3 separate regions of the Sus scrofa genome follow, and regions 1 and 3 are each linked to region 2. A link is a contact called in public Hi-C and HiChIP or PLAC-seq data. All regions are on one chromosome and are shown on one strand. The core of a region is the stretch at or near the end of the contact, and the rest is flanking DNA. Distances in the headings are between cores, read along the strand shown.

Evidence for each region. A called contact is a pair of places that touch in the nucleus more often than the background predicts. HiChIP or PLAC-seq counts read pairs in DNA pulled down with a chosen protein or histone mark.
Region 1: a contact with region 2 is called in a Hi-C map of embryonic fibroblasts, with 2.1 times the contacts expected there. The contact joins the promoter of KLHL8 here to the promoter of AFF1 in region 2. A contact is called at or near these places in 1 of 5 promoter capture datasets (liver), 20 of 47 Hi-C or Micro-C datasets (adipose tissue, alveolar macrophages, embryonic fibroblasts and 11 more) and 2 of 2 datasets of contacts at active chromatin or transcription factors (alveolar macrophages and skeletal muscle).
Region 3: an H3K27ac HiChIP or PLAC-seq map of alveolar macrophages shows a contact between it and region 2. The contact joins the promoter of LOC100520923 here to the promoter of AFF1 in region 2. A contact is called at or near these places in 1 of 5 promoter capture datasets (fetal liver) and 1 of 2 datasets of contacts at active chromatin or transcription factors (alveolar macrophages).

The regions. Positions count from the first base shown.
Region 1 is chr8:131,632,009-131,635,558 of Sscrofa11.1, forward strand. It overlaps KLHL8 (kelch-like protein 8), which reads left to right and starts at 2,163. Exons shown (of 10, transcript XM_021101776.1): 1 at 2,163-2,354.
Region 2 is chr8:131,923,449-131,927,158 of Sscrofa11.1, forward strand. It overlaps AFF1 (AF4/FMR2 family member 1), which reads right to left and starts at 1,366. Exons shown (of 21, transcript XM_021101783.1): 1 at 1,108-1,366.
Region 3 is chr8:131,470,648-131,473,986 of Sscrofa11.1, forward strand. It overlaps LOC100520923 (estradiol 17-beta-dehydrogenase 11), which reads left to right and starts at 1,935. Exons shown (of 9, transcript XM_021101772.1): 1 at 1,935-3,305. It overlaps NUDT9 (ADP-ribose pyrophosphatase, mitochondrial), which reads right to left and starts at 2,137. Exons shown (of 11, transcript XR_002346876.1): 1 at 1,935-2,137; 2 at 501-565.

The DNA.
Region 1 (3,550 bases), core at 913-3,412, 290 kb before region 2:
TTTCAGTTGAGGTTGTAGCAAAAGATCTTTTCCTTGACTCTCTGGGGTCTCTGCCTACGTGTGAAAATGAAACGGACAAAGGCGGAGTAACAGCATAAAAGCATCTAATTGTTACTGAATTTTTACATGTACATGGGAGACTTCATCAGAGAATGAAGACCCAAAGAAGTGACCAGAGCAGGAAGCTTTCACATCTTTTTGACAAAGCAACAATACATTTGTGAAGAATTGATAAGACAATCGGCTTTGGGCTAGGGTTGGTAAATGACAAAGAAGTAGCTAGGAAGACAAGGGTTAGTTTTAAAAAGTGTATTTATCCAGCCTTCTTGGCCCTAAATTCCATCTCTGGCAATAAGAATGTCTTCCTTCTGGTATACGGAGGGTAACTTTTATATGGGAGTTTCGTTGATCTGTTTTTGGAAGAGCAGTGTTGGGGGGGGGGAGCAGAGTGACTTCCTGCTTCTGATATTTTCTCAAATTCCTTCAGTTGAAGATACTCATATGCCAAGATGCCATATTTCGGTGTAGCGGGTCCTGAAGCCCATCGAGGTGTATCTTGTTTTGTAAGACATCTATTTTTTAAAATAATTGAGAACATTGTTATGGATATATCACATCTTAGGGAAGAACTTTTCCCTCAGTTTATTGTTTGGTTTGAGAATTACATTTAATTTTCAGAATTTTTGCCTGACTCCCCTCTCCAAACAAAATGCTCTAGACTGGTATACCTTATATGCTCCCCACTCCTCTTGGCACGCTTGCATACGCTTTTACTGATTATCTGTTTAGTTATCCATCTCCACTAGATCTTAAATCTCCCCAAGGGCAGGTACTATTCAGTTCATCCCAATTCCTAGCTCTGCGTCTGGCAGAGTCGATGCTCACTAAATATACTTGAAAAGATAAATGGTAATCATATTGAACTATGGCGTATATTTCTTTGACGTGGTTAGTAACTACAAGTAGTCTGTTATTTTGTTTATGGCAATTAGCAGAGGAAAAAGAGCAGTTCTATTCTACAAGCATTTTGTTGTTGTTGTTCTTTTAGGGCTGCACCCCTGGCATATGGAAGTTCCCAGGCCAGGGGTCAAATCAGAGCTGTAGCTGCTGGCCTAAGCCACAGCCACAGCAACGCCAGATCTGAGTCACCTCTGTGACCTACACCACAGCTCACGGCAATGCCAGATCCTTAACCCACTGAGTAAGGCAAAGGATGGAACCCTGTCCTCATGGATACTAGTCAGGTTGGTTTACCACTGAGCCATGACAGGAACTCCTAGCCTGGGAGCCTCTATATGCTGCAGGTTTAGCCCTAAAAAGCGAAAGAAAAAAAAAAAAAAAAAGATTTATTTCTATTTAAAAGAAAGGGGATTATTTTCTTCCCTCTGGAACTAAAATTTCAAATTCGAAATAGTCATTTCGGGGTTTTTACATAAGATGCTTATGTTGGGGGGAAAATAACTCTAGCAAAATCAATACAAACCTATATATTAATATTTATAAACTTTAAGTTGGAATTTATTCTGAAATAGATTCCTGGTGTGAAAATTTGAGGTGGCTCTAACAAAAGCCACATTTAGGAGAATATCCTTCTTCAATTTTTTTTTCTTTGCTCTTGCTTACTCTTTCCCTGCTTACATTTTACTGAAAAATTAGTTTATTTCAACATCATTTTTGCTTGCAATTGTTTTTAGCAGTGAGTGCTTAGATCAATCAACTGCTTCCTTAGGCTTATCAACTGTGGGTATGTATTTATATACACCAGCTGTTTTGTATAGCCTCTGTAGAGCAGGTGGAGAAAGTGATGGGAATGAAAGGAGAAGCACCTTTTTCCTTTCAAAGCCATAAACCCTGACTCTCGACCTCCAGCAGGAGGGCACTTACTGAACTGCCAAAGAAGTAAAGAAACGGAAAACTCCGGGGGCATTACGCGGTGGCCTACCCAAAAATGTGTTTTCAGGACGTCCCCTAGGCCCTGATCTGCCAGCCTCGGGCAGGATAACCTTCGCCGTGGGGTAAAAAACCCCACCACCCACGGTGAGCGACCTGGGAGAGCGCGTGGGGGCGGGGGCGGGAGCGGTCCCCCGGGAGGTCATTGAAAACCACACTTCCCAGAGTGCTGTGCGCAGGCGCGCGCTCCTCGCCCCGCCCCTGAGGCCACAGCACCGGGGGCGGGGGCGAGAGGACGCCGGGCGCCGGCTGGGCTCGACGGGGCCGCGCCAGAGAGCGCGCGTCCGTCGGCTGCTCACGCGGGGCTGGTGCGGCGCAGCTGGCGGCTGCGGGAAGCTGCTCGGCCGGCTGCAGCGTTGGCCAGGCCGGGAGGGACGGAGCCGGGGGGCGAGCCGAGGACCGAGGTAACCCGACGCCCGTGCCCCCTCAGTCGCCTCTTCTTTTGTGCGGTGCGGTGCGCTGACGCCAGGTCCTCCCTCCCCCGAGCCCCACATCGGGGGCGCGGGGAAACTCCAGCCCTGCGAGCCGTAACCCAAACTCCACAGCGGACGGGGTTTGGGCCCATGAAACCGCTGCACGGTTTCTGTCGCCCCCTTTGGCGGGAGAAAGGGGGTCGCCTTTCGCGAGGGGAACCGCAGCCTCTGTCAGCCTCCCCGCGACCCCCGGACTCGCTCCGGTGCCCCCGGGGGAAGGAAAGAGAGGAGCAGGCAGGTGCTTGGCGGGGTCCGGGCACCCTCCGCGCCGAGCGGCGGGCGCGGGGTCGGGGTCGGGGAGGGCGGCCCGCGGGACCCGCGGCCTGTGGGGGCGGGGCAGGCGGGCTGCCTCGCGGCTCCGCGCGCGGGGTCGCGGCGGGGGGAGCGGCGCCCCGGGACTGCCCGCCCCGGGGGCTTTGGCAGCGCGTCCGGGGGTGAGCCGCCCGTCCCGGCTTGGCCCACCTGAGGGGCACTGGCGGGTCCGCGGGGCCCGCTGCGGGTCGGCCTGGCGGGTGCTGGGGGCTTAGCAGCCCGCGCCAGGTGGACCATCCGCGGGGGTGGAGCCCGGATCGATGTGACACCAGAAACTGCAGCCTCTTTTCCAGCACGCAGCGGCTCGATGGAGTTGTTTTACAGCCGCTGGTGCCAGCTCTTGCCTCCTTCCACTCAGTTCTGGGCTTAGTTAGCTTGTTGGTTAGCTTGTCCACACGGTTCGAGTTTTCTAGCCCGGGGCTGGCCCTTTGCTGGGTTTGCACCGTCCCAGCGCTCGGGCGCCTGAGTTTGAAAAGCTTTTCATGTGTTTTCCCACCTGGCAGCGATCAGGTGACTTTTCGTAGAAAATCGAACTCTTCTCAGTATTCCTTTCCTCTCTACTGGTTTCTTTGAGTTTTTACTTTATGGATGCACTCGCGGGCCAGGGATGGAAAATGAGCCGCACCTGCGGCAGGAAGGGATCCTTTAACCCGCTAGGGGGGCTGGGAACGAACCTCCCGCAGCAGTTATTCCTTTTAATTGTATTAATAGCTATGTGTGGCCCTTTACCTTGTGCTGGTGGCTCCACTTTGGGGAGATTCTCAGGACAGGGTTCTTCAAAGAAGCTGGGTTGACACAGGTATTTTATCTGCTGG
Region 2 (3,710 bases), core at 116-2,615:
TAAAGTTTCAAATCTGGTCGCGTTTCTCGACGGTATGTCATCCCCCATGCCCACCCGCGCCTCCAACGTGCACCAACAGGGTTAAAATGACCGCACCCCATCCTTAAAAAAACAAAACTTCGTCTGCAAGGCCTTCCCCACCCCCACTCCACCCCCCAACAGAGAAGGGCTCCCGGAAGATTAGGACACATCTCCACTTCCAAAGCCAAGGGTCTTCCAGGGACAATTTGCATAACAATGTGGGGGCCGTGTAAGGAAACTGCTACAAGACTAACCTAGGAGGAAAGTATCAAGACCCCGGAAGGTCCCTCGCAGCTTCATTAACCTAACTACCAACACGTTAAAGTACGCTTCCTATAACTCGCTTCCCCCACGTAATTCGCCGACCCCGGCGCTCGCAAAGTCCGAGGGCTCGTGTGCCGCAGGCAGTGAGAGGATCAGACACCAAGAACAAACGATCCTCAAGGGAAATTAACCAGATCCATGTTCTGCAGACGCCGTTTCCCTCTGCGCCAGGAGCAAGTCTCAGAAGGTGTCTCCAACTTTTGCCCTCCGTTTCCGGAGGCTGCGGACCACCAGACACACCTCCATCCCAACCACCATTTGAAGGGACTGGCACCACTAATCTCTCTCTACTAGACGCAGGGGGGAGGGGTGACGGGGGGGGCGGAATGGAGGAGAGAAAAGCCCTGCTTTTACCTCCCAGAGAAACTTCTGGGACTCTTCCATTATGCAACCCGGGGACCAGGTTACAACAACCGAACATCTTTCCTCAAGACTCGGGGCGCACAGGCAGATGGTTGATTTTGGGGAGTGGGAGAGGGGGAGGAGGATAGGTCTCTGCCTGTGTTTCCCTCCCCAGTTTTTCTAGATGCTACCTGCTGGAGATTTCTAAGTAAGGGTGGTGCGAGCTCTGCGTCTCCTTCGCCCGTTCTCCCCGAAGGTTCCCACCGGAAAAGTGGGAACGCCAGCGACTTGAGTCAGCGTGCTGGGAAGCCGGCAGCGAGGAGGAAGAGAGCTTGGGCTTCCCAGAAGTCAGAGGCCGCGGCGTTCGGGCCAGGATGACCCACCCCCTCCCCAGCCCGGGGGGCGCAGGGTTCTGCTTACCTTCTAGACCCTTAGTCCTGCAGTCTCGGGTCGTGCGCCCTCGCCGCCCTCGCCCGCCCCGGACCTGATGTGGTCGGGAAGGGGCGCTGGTGCGGAGAGCGCCGGGGAGTGTGTGCTCCCGAAGCTGAGCGGCGGCTCGCGCCGGACCCCACTCCCAGCCGCGGAGGCGAGAACGCAGCTGTGCCAGCGACGCGCGCAGGCGGAGGCCGAGTGCGCAGGAGCCGCGCGCCCGTCCGCTAGCTGGCAGGCAAGCCGGGCTTGCGGGCGGCCCAGGAACGCCGGGGAGGCGAGGCCACGCCCTCCCGTGGAGGCCACGCCCCCAGCGCGCCTCCGCTCCGCCCGGGCCACGCCCTCCAGCTGGCACCGCCCAGACGGAAAGGAGCGGCGCGGCCCTCCCCGGGAGACCAGTGGGAGGTGGAGGGCGAGCCGTCTCTCCGGGTGGAATACCGCAGGGACCGCTCCGGCGGCCTGGGTGACCCTGTCCCGGGCTGGTTTGGGGCGCAAGAACCCTTTCGATTTACAGCGAGATTAAGCTTCGGGTCAAGTTGTGACTAAAAGTGTCAAGGAGTCTTTTTGCAGTCTCCTATGCAATTGAAACAGATTCTGCGTCCTTTAAAGGCGATGATAGCCAACATCTGGAGAGGGTTTTACGGTTTATAAAGGGCTTTTCACTCACACACAGGCCTGTCTCATCTTCACAACAACCTAATAAAACAGACATATTATTGCTGCCCTTTCCCAAATACTGAAACCGAAGAGCCGAAAATAAGTATTGTGCCCAGTGTCACAAGCTTCAAAGTGGCACGGGAAACCGGTCTCCTGCATCCAGCCTTTCGGTGGTTGTTCTCCAGCAGCCCAACCCCAGAAAATTCCAGTGGGTACTGGGGCTTTGGCAAACAGATCCAAACGAAGGGAAAGCTCATGTCTGGTTAAGTTGCTACCGGATCCCTTTTGTGAACACACCAAGGAAAGAACACATGCTGAGTTCTCTGCGTCATCGCACCTTCCTGCCTGAAGGAGAGGCGGAAAGATTACATCAAATGGCCCTGACAGGCTTTTCCCCAGTATCTTAATAGTTTTAAATGGGTGAAATAATTTGGATGAAAGAAATCACCTTACTCAAACGTAACATGATGTAAATGCAAATTAGTACCGTGTATGAAAATAACCCCCTTCGGATAAGGAACAAGGGCCTACTACATAGCTCAGGGAACTATATTCAATATCCTGAGATAAACCATAGGGAAAAGAATATGAAAAAGAATGTGTATACATATAACTGAATCGCTTTGCTGCACAACAGAAATTAACACACGGTAAATCAACTCTACTTCCATTTAAAAATTAAAAAAAACTCAGTGACAATAAATCCCCTAAGACAGACTACGAAAAAGAATTCCCTTTCATAGCCTCTCTCTTCTCCATTTCTCTTTCTTTCTTTTCTTTTTTGTGATTGTTGCTGTTGCTTTTCCCCCTCATCACGCCTTCACTGTCTGCTTGCACAGGGTTTGAAAACTAAGTGACAGATATTTGCATTTCCAAACTAAACTTGGCTGCTTGATAATTTCCCATGGATTGTTTTCCAAAATATAACTTTTCTCCCTACTCCCTATGCCCCCATGATGATACTGATTGGATTGACCTTAACAGCGAAAATAATCTATGCGCCCCTGGTGAGGCTTGGTGTGCCTCTGGATGAGAGCTAAGGAGGTCTTTTCCGGGCTGGGTGGGAAAGCAGTCACACCTGAGGACCCGTGTTTGTGCAGGTAAATGTTCCTAACAGGATTGACACCTATTCTAATCATAACACATATTTTCATCTTTTTGAGATGGCATAAACACATTTCATTGTCAATTATATATAAGCCTAGTCATAATTTATAATCTGAAAGTTTTTACTACTCCTGTCTAAAACGTTTTCCTTTGTTGTGTTCTTAATCCCATAATATCTCCTACTGCCTTCAAGCTGTAGTCAACTTAGTAAATGATGTTGACAGTGAAAGTTGGATCATTTTATTTTACTGCTTTTGGAGCTGAGGGATGTAATTGTGCAAAAGTTTTTTGTTGGAGATAATTTAGCTTTGTTTCAGAGAAGAGTTCATTCCATTTATAGGAATATTTTCAAGGCGATGTGCTGGGTGATGGACCATATCAGTGACAAAAACAGAACACCTGTTTTCATGAGAGTCCATGCCTTGCAGAAAGAAACGAGGAAATAAAAAATCCCAGTGCACGTCTCTGTTGATAAATTTCCATAAAGGTGGTAGCTTTTTTTATTTTTTTAAACTTAATTTTATTTTATTATTATTATTTTTTTATCTTTTTGTCTTTTTAGGGCCGCACCCACGGCATATGGAGGTTCCCAGGCTAGGGGTCCAATAGGAGCTACAGCTGCCGGCCTCCACCACAGCCACAGCAATGCCAGATCCGAACCGTGTCTGCAACCTACACCACAGCTCATGGCAACACCAGATCCTTAACCCACTGAACAAGGCCAGGGATCAAAGCCACAACCTCATGGTTCCTAGTCAGATTCATTTCCACTGCGCCACGATGGGAACTCCTAGGAATTCTTTTTTTTTTTTAGGGCCGCACCTGAGGCA
Region 3 (3,339 bases), core at 685-3,184, 450 kb before region 2:
TCTGTAGCAGAAGAGACTAGGCCACTGCCGGTGACTGAGAGAGTTTAACTAATTTCAGGAATATAAAAAGTAGGCAGAATCATATTGACCTACAAAAGCAAAGCAGAACCAATTAGATTTGAGAATATGCACAAAAGGGTGAGGGAGAGATGCCCTTCCCACAAGAGGAGGCGGAAGAGGTTTCAAGCTTGAAGTAGGTGGGCCCAAGTGTCCTGAGTGGGCAGCAGGACGGTAACCATGGAAATCAGTTCTTCTCCCTCCCCTCCCACCCTCCAAACAAAAGTTCGGCAAAAGTTGTTAGCAGACTAAGGAAGGACCATGGTCTCCATTGTGAACACTGGTATTAGAGAATACAGCAGGAACCCAGGTTTAACACCTCTATGATTCAGGGAGGAAATAAAGTGAAAGCAGCCACGCTCAACAGAGAAGGCGCCCCACTGGTGTACAGCCCGGAATGGAAGGGCAAGGGGGAGGTTCTTAGCCTGTCACCTGCTACCTACCTGCTCACCTGAAACCTTCCTGTCTATGTCCACTGGTACATGGAGCCCACACTCACTCAGTCTTCCTGTTTAGAGAGAATATGCCCATTAATTATCAAAATATCGATAACTGGCATCCACCAGAGGTTTGAGAAAAAACAGAAGGAAAAACTACCAAAAAGAAACAGAACCACTGATGCAAAACAGGCAATTCAGGAAAGAGAAGATGAGTTTTTATTCTCATTATCATTTGTATAGATTCAAAAGACTTCTTACAGCCATAAAACAAGAAAAGGATGCTATTAAAGAAAGCAGTTAGGGAAAAAAAGTTCTTGGCACAATCTACAATTCAGAAGAAGAGCTGACTAACAGTGCCCAGGGCTGAAGTCTAAATGAATAACCTAGAAGATAAATTTGAAGAAAATCACTAAGAGCATCATAGCAAAAGACAAACCAATGGAAAATTAGAGAGAAAGAGCAACAGCGGCTCCATCCAGAAAATCCAAAAGCTACACTGGAGTTTCAGGGAAAAAAGGACAGGACAAAAGAATGGCCTGCCGGGGAAGGGGGGCGGTGAGGGGGGGGGGGGGAGAGAAGAAAACTCCCTTGTGCGAAAGTAAAACTGCCCTGCCGTGCAAAGCAAAAAAAAATTAAGTACACACACTCCTAGAGGCAGCCTCATAAAACCTGTTTATTACTCTGTGCCTAGCTAGCATGGGCATGGTACCTAGGGCATCATGTTTAGAAACCAAAAGGAGAGAGGAATAAAAGGAGGAGGCAGTGTGGGATATCACAAATCCCTAGATTTAAAGCAAATTTTTTAAAAGCAAATTTTAAATTTTAAAGCAAATTTTTTAAAGAGTATATAATAAATCTATTATCTACACTGAAATGTAGAAAAATGATGACTCGTATTTTTCACTTTACAGCGTTTATACTGTTCACGTTTTTAAACTACATAAATGTACTAATTTTAATAATATTTTAAGAATTAACTGGGGAAAAAAAAAAAAAAAAAAAGCCACGGGACACCACCACACCCAAACCAGAGCTATTTAAATTTTCTGGAGAAAATAGTGTTAGGGACTCATGGAGGACGGCAAATTTCTTGTATCATAAAAAAAGATATTACTATTTGTTTTTCTCAAAAGGCAGGTAAGACATTTTAGAGCCTTTTAAAAAATGTGTGGATGGAGTTTGCTGGTGGTCTAGCAGTTAAGGATCTCGCCCTGCTCAGGTCCCAGCTGTCATTTCGGGTTCAATCCCTGGCCTGGGACCTTCCACATGCTGCCACCACGACTTAATTAATTAATTAATTAAAAAGTAAAAAATGTACATACGGCTATAAAAACCCCTGACGCAGGCGAAGCCTACTGAAACCACCCCACCAAGCGTTGGTTCCCGCCCACAACCCACGGGCTCGGAAGAAGGAGCCCGCACCGTAAGAGCGAATACCTGCACGTCGTGAGGCTGCAACAGCCCAAGGACTTGAGCGTCACAGAGGCCAAGGCCACAGAGAGAGACACGGTGGCTAACGTCTTCCCCAGGACGCGTCCGGCCATCAGCGGCCCGCGGGAAAAAGCGCGGAGCGAGAGCCGCTCTTGGTTGGGCCGCAGCCTCCGCCCGCCCCTCAGCCCCGAGCCCGGGCCCTGCGTGTCCAGCGGGCACTAGGACCCGGCCGCCTTCCGGTTCTGGAGAGGGCGTGGCCACGTCTCATCAACACCCAGGGCCCGGAAGCCCTGCCGAAGGGACGGACCCGCGAGACCCTCAAGCGACGCCCTTGCGCCCAGCCCCCACCACGGGGATACGGCTCCTGGGGCCGCGCCGTTTCCGGTGCGTGACGGCACTTTACGACCCCGCCGCAAAGCAAAGACACGGCTGGCTTGGTAACGCGAGCTTTCTGGACGTGCGGGTTGGGCTCCGGCGTCCTGCGGGGCCCGTCGGCGGCGGAGAGAGCGGGAGAGAAAGGGGAAAGTGAAAGAAGACGAGGAGCTGGAAGGGGGAAGAAAGTAAGGGCATTGAGAGAGAAGTGTGTCTGTAAACCTCCGACGAGGCCCTGGTTTTTTAGGCCGGACCGGGTTCCAGGCAGCTGGCCTAGACGTGAATCCCGCTTGTCTTAGTCGTAGCTGAACTTATTATAAGTGACGACAGGGAGAGAAAGTAGGCAAGAGACTTGCAGTCCCGTGTGTGAGGCTTTTCTCTTCCCTGTTTACCAGGTTGTTCACTGCAGTGGGTACATTTCACAAGGCCTTACTTGTGTGGCCCTGGCAAACCTCCGAAGAGGAAGCCGGCTGTGAAATAGGCACATATCCTGCAGGAGGAACAGAGGGCCACCCCCGAGATAGGAAGGAATTATTCACACTGCAAACTGGACATTGGAAATCAGGAGTGTCCAAAACAGCTGGTTTTTCATGTTCGATAGTCATTATCTTATTAATGTGCACGTATTTAACCATTAAATACACAATCCACTGTTGACACAGACATAAAACTTTCGAGCATCTTAAAAGGTAGATTTATCAAACTTTAATAACTGTTCTGAAGACTGTAAAACTCTTGGCATGTGAAGGACCCATCTGAACCTCTGCATTAAGACTCGACCAAACTTGTCCAAGAAAATTCAATTAACTATCAAGAAGAAAAAGGGGGATTTTATTTGAGTCAAGTTAACGGATTGTAACACAGGAAGCAGAGCCTCAGAAAGCTCTGAGGACTGTTGTGTTAGAAGTCAAAGGCATGGTCGTATACATTTTTGAGTCAAAGGATTATACATCATAATGACATACTGATACTTTACATAAAGTTCACCAAGGATGCATAGTCCAGGTAAGCACTTGTTAAGTGAGCGTGGAGTCCCTAT